Regions from separate parts of the Rattus norvegicus genome. Here region 1 is linked to region 2. Evidence: chromatin contacts called from public Hi-C data. All regions are on one chromosome and are shown on one strand. Each heading gives the region's core, a stretch centred on a gene start, on an enhancer-like site or on the middle of the called end of the contact. The rest is flanking DNA. Distances are from core to core; before and after follow the strand shown.

Region 1 (2,700 bases), core at 185-2,684, 64 kb before region 2:
GTTTCAGGAACCCAAAGGCATGGTTACTCCAGAATAACAGGAAGGTAAAACTGTAACGGAATATCCCCACTGTCTGTATCTCACTGAGGGGTTTGTTTGGAGTCATAATGGGTCACTATGTTATCGTGCTTGAATAAAAGCAGTAACCGATCAAGCACTTCTGTGCCACAAGTATTCAGTCCTTAAAACAATACAGAGTAGATGTAACTACGAAGTTAAGGCTTGCCCCATGCCCTATAGCCATCGAGGAGAAGTCTAGAAAAACATTTTGCTTATTGAATCTAATATTGTCTTGTTGGTTGCATTTTGTTTCTTTTTAAAAAGATTTATTGATTTTTAATTTTGTGTATATCTTCATATTTTATGTGCACTTACATGTATGTGGATGGCCAAGGAGATCAGAAGTGCTTCTTTGGATCCTCTGGAGTTATAAGCACTATGGAGGTGCTGGGAAAGGACTCAGGGTCACTGTAAGAGCAACAGGCTCTCTTGATGACTGAGCCATCTCCAGTCTCGCTGTGTAGCCTCGGGCTGGTCTTGACCTTGCGATCCTTCTGCCTCCTGCGTGCTATTACAAGTATGTGCCATCATGCCCAGCTGTGGTTCTCATTTGTCTGGAAACACTATAACTGTCAGAAAAAATGGGTCAGCTCAGAAAGCGTTACATTTTTCATTTAAAACAGTAATCACCAAGGTTGAAATGAACTCCTAGCTGAATATGTGTACATTCTGGTTAGTCGAATAACTTCTCGGAAGCCACTGTGAAAGTCAGCCATTAGACCTGGATTCCTGTCTGCTTCTCCTCTCACTCTGGGGAGCAGAGGGGAAGATTGCTTTGGGGTGGGGGACGTGGGGGGAAAGAGGGGCGGGTGTGGGAAGAGTATGCCGATGTTATAAAGATGCCCCAGCAGGTGGCAGTGTTTCCCACAGCAGCAGCCGCACAGCCCACGGAGTTCACTGCCCAGATGCTTAAGAGACAAGAAGACAAATTTGTGGGAGAAGATCATAGCACCTGCTTGCATTTTTTGTGTGTGCTGGGAATTGAACCCTTGGCCTTGTAGCTACTAAGTAAGTGCTCTACCACTGAGGTACACCCCTAGGCCTCATTTTAAAATTTTGTCCATTACATATAATTTTATTTTTATAATTAGCTAATTAATTAGAGACAGGGATGTGTGCTCATCATAGCTAAACCCAGGTTTGGACTGAACTTCCTTGTTTGTTCCCAGCCTGCAGAACTTAGCAGTTTGCTTTGTACTGCCAATGGCTCCTGGTTCCCACTACAAGTTTGGCACTTATCTGCATCTCTGACAAGGACGCACTAGGAGGTGCTGAAGTTCAGAGTTGGGTAAGGAATGACAAGCGTTAACATGCTGCTGTTCTGATGAGAACAGAGAGCAAGCTCGCCCTGACTGCAGCGAGGCCTCAGGCCTGGCAGAAAGGCCCAGCCCATTGGTTGGGCTGCCACAGAACGGGCATGACACTTTGGAATACATTGGACTGGTGTGTTTTCTTTCCATTTAAACCAAGGTGCACTGCAGGTTTCTGTGCTTCAGGGTAAGGGACAAGCCATTGAGAAAAACTAGGTCACTGCTCTATTTCAGCTTACAGATTCCTCTATAAAAAATTCCTTGTCTGTAAGTAGTAGTGGGAAGAGGTCATCAAAGTGGGGTGCATTCAGCATAACACAGAAGGGTCGCGCGGGAGGAAACTAATACAAGTTCTATATTTTCTTCTCATCCTTTAAGATGTCTATTTGTGGGGATATATTTTATGTGACATACACTGTTGGTATAATAAGTATATATCGCTTTGAACTACACATTAATATATACATGTACCATCACCATACATACATACATATATATGATACATACATAGATATTACATGTCTACAGTTGACAGTCTATGTATCCACACATCCTCAAAAATGTTCAGGACAAAGAGCATTCATACAGACCAAATGACCAGGGGGACCAGTGACACAGAACAACGTAGCCGGGTGAGCGCACTCACTTGACTGAGCGCTCGGCAGAATCAGGAGGTGTTTAGAGGGAAGACCCCCTAACTGCCCACAGGCTGGGTTTTTCACCTCCTGAGGACCCGGCTCATCCCTTTCTCTCCAGATCCACAGGGCCAGACACCATCTGTCATGACTTGAATTGTGCCCCTTACCCTATTTTCATATGTTGATTTTCTAACTCCTGGGACCGTAGACTGTTGATCTTACTTGGAAATAGGGGTGTTACAGATATCACTAATTAAGATGAGGCCATACGAATGTGAGCCTCTCTTCGGTGTGATCTGTGTACTTACAAAAGGGTTGGGGGTGGGTCTGTTGGTACAGTAGCATGCAGGAAGCCCTGGGGTTGATCCTCAGCACGAAAGAAACTAGCTGTGGTAGCACTCTATAATGTCTGCAGTCGGGATGGGGAGGAAAGATCAGGAGTTCAAGACCGTCCTCAGCCAAAGAGCAAGTTCAAGGTCAGGCAGCATTCCTCAGGGGGGGAGACAAGGCAGATGGACAGAACAGTCTGAAGAGACGGTGCAGACAGACAGACAGACGGCCATCTACAAGCCAAGGAGAGCAGTCTGGAACCCATCCTTCCGGTCCTACTGACAACTTGAACTCAGCTTTCTAGCCTTTAGAACCATGAAGAAATATATTTGTATTGTTTAAAGCGGCTCACTTAGTTGTGC
Region 2 (2,700 bases), core at 187-2,686:
GCTGCTCTGGTTGTCTGAGTAGGTAGTGAAGGTCTGCGTCTGCTTGGTAGGGATGGTGGTGTTTCTCTTTATGAGTGGGGTCATGACACCGCCAGCTGTTTCAATGCCAAGCGACAAGGGAGTCACGTCGAGTAACAGCAGATCCTGCACGTTCTCAGACTTGTCGCCAATGAGGATAGCCGCCTGCACGGCGGCGCCGTAGGCCACCGCCTCGTCGGGATTGATGCTCTTGTTCAGCTCCTTGCCGTTGAAGAAATCCTGCAGGAGCTTCTGGATCTTAGGGATGCGGGTAGAGCCGCCCACCAGCACTATCTCCTGGATCTGGCCCTTGTCTAGCTTGGCATCGCGCAGCGCCTTTTCCACCGGCTCCAGAGTCCCTCGAAAGAGATCGGCGTTGAGCTCCTCGAAGCGGGCGCGGGTGATGGACGTGTAGAAATCCACGCCCTCGTACAGCGAGTCGATCTCGATGCTGGCCTGCGTGGACGAGCTCAGGGTGCGCTTAGCGCGCTCGCAGGCGGTGCGCAGCCGGCGCACGGCGCGCTTGTTGGGCCCAATGTCCTTCTTGTGTTTGCGCTTGAACTCCTCCGCCAGGTGGCTGACCATACGGTTGTCGAAGTCTTCGCCACCCAGGTGGGTGTCGCCGGCCGTGGACTTGACCTCGAAGATGCCATCCTCGATGGTGAGGATGGACACATCGAAGGTGCCCCCGCCCAGGTCAAAGATGAGCACGTTCTTCTCGCCGCCCGCGCAGCCCTTCTTATCCAGGCCATAAGCGATGGCCGCTGCTGTGGGTTCGTTGATGATACGCAATACATTGAGACCGGTGATGGTGCCCGCATCCTTGGTGGCCTGGCGCTGCGAGTCGTTGAAATAGGCAGGAACAGTGATGACTGCGCTCTGCACCTTGCCCCCCAGGTAGGCTTCGGCGATCTCCTTCATCTTAGTGAGGACCATGGAAGAAATCTCCTCAGGGAAGAAGGTCTTCATCTCCCCTTTATATTCCACCTGCACTTTGGGCTTCCCACCTTCGCTCACCACTCTGAACGGCCAGTGCTTCATATCCGACTGCACCGTGGCGTCTTCGAACTTCCGTCCGATCAGCCGCTTGGCGTCGAAGATGGTGTTTGTGGGGTTCATGGCCACTTGGTTCTTGGCGGCGTCGCCGATAAGGCGCTCGGTGTCGGTGAAGGCCACGTAGCTGGGGGTGGTCCGGTTACCCTGGTCGTTGGCGATGATCTCCACCTTGCCATGTTGGAAGACCCCCACGCACGAGTAAGTGGTGCCCAGGTCGATGCCGATAGCCGGGCCGCGGGCGGACATCCTGACTGAAAAACAGGCAAAGCAACGTTAGGACGAAAGAGTCAGGAGAGGCAAGCCGGGACCCGAGCCAACGGTCGCTTCGCACTGCTCTCCACGAGCGCGACTAGCGTCTCCCGGATCCCCCTGCTGGGCTTCTCCGTCTTATAGTCGTCCTCCCACCCCACCCCCTGCCTTCTGGAAACTCTCAGAGCCAATCGGTCCCCGGGCCCGCCCGCTCCAACCCGTCCAGCGATCCCACAGGCTTGCCTGGTCGGAGTGACCAGCCGGTGGTCCAACAGATATCTAGGTGGGTGAGAGCGGGACTCCAGCCCCCAGCAGGGAGACCAAGGGGCGGCCGTTATGCAAATGAGCCCCGCCCAGTGCCTCCAGCCGCTTGGGGGCGTTAAGCTCGCGCCAAGGGAGCCAGCGTGAAAAGCCCCCTTTCCCCTCTCTCTTTGCCTTTTATAAAGCGTGATTCGTTGACATCTTTTAGATTGGCGGGGCAGATGCCCAATGAACAGCGCGGAACCCGAAGAGTGTGGCGCTGGGGCGCGGCGCGGGGCGGGGCGCGCAGAGGCAGCACGGAAAGGGCGCTGGCCTCCCGAAGGCTCCCGGGGTCGAAATTCTTTCTGAGACGGTTGCATCGAAAAAAGAACGGCTGGGATCGGCTCTCGTCTTTCCCGCCTCTGCTGTTCCTGCAGCGGGGACCGGAGCTGGGTGCGGGGTGGTTCCAGGGCGGGGACTGTGAAGTTGGGCGGGTGCGAGTTTTTCCCCTCGCGCGTCTCGGAGAGTGCGCGGCGGGGGAAGGCTGCGTGCGCGGTGCTTACCCGGGAGGCGGGTGGCTTTCCCGCCAGTGCGAGAAGCACGGCCCCCGAGCCACCTCCTTGCTCGGACCCGCTGCCCGGCCTCGGTCCAAGCTTCTCTCTCCGCTTTCCTGGTTTAGCTTCTTTCAAGCGCCCTAATAGGCAGTTTTGACTACTTCGCGGCAGTGTCACCCTCTGACTCCGGTCCCCGCATACGCGATCCTGTTTAGGAACTAGTCATTTGGCGCGGAGTTCGGTTGAATGAGACTTTTTCCTGCGGAGAAGTTAGGTTGGCAGCACAGACTTGTGAGAGGAGGTAGATGAGAAAGAGTGAACATCTTTGGCTCTTGTTTAGCCGGAATATGAAAATAATTCTGGAAAGTACTCTCTGGTACCAGGGGGTGGGCAGAAGCTGGCTCCTGTAAAAGGACTCCTGGAGGAAAACGGAGACCTGTAATGTAGAGCCACCGCCCGCTTCACCTTACGGATGGGAAGCTGAGGACAGTCGTCGCCTTAAAACTGACAGGTGCCCAATAGGAGATGAGAAGAAAAAAGGAACTGATCCGTCCTTAGGCCATTGTGTGAGAAGGGTAAACAG

Evidence for each region. A called contact is a pair of places that touch in the nucleus more often than the background predicts.
Region 1: a contact with region 2 is called in a Hi-C map of Schwann cells, with 3 times the contacts expected there. The contact joins the enhancer-like site here to the promoter of Hspa2 in region 2. A contact is called at or near these places in 4 of 12 Hi-C or Micro-C datasets (Schwann cells, frontal cortex, kidney and 1 more) and 1 of 1 datasets of contacts at active chromatin or transcription factors (oligodendrocytes).

What each region holds. Positions count from the first base shown.
Region 1 is chr6:100,927,200-100,929,899 of GRCr8, reverse strand. LOC102556012 (a long non-coding RNA gene) reads right to left here. Exons shown (of 4, transcript XR_010052712.1): 3 at 376-629. Among named protein-coding and RNA genes, the nearest start is that of Rps17l1, 42 kb to the left of the region's middle. Within about 2 kb of position 1,434, at least 1 of the 93 cell types and tissues checked has an H3K27ac peak or open chromatin away from gene starts, as enhancers often do. A contact at or near this core is called in Schwann cells, where this site is marked.
Region 2 is chr6:100,863,178-100,865,877 of GRCr8, reverse strand. Hspa2 (heat shock protein family A (Hsp70) member 2) reads right to left here and starts at 1,436. Exons shown (of 1, transcript NM_021863.3): 1 at 1-1,436. The coding sequence starts at 1,320. It also overlaps a transcript of Zbtb1 not described here.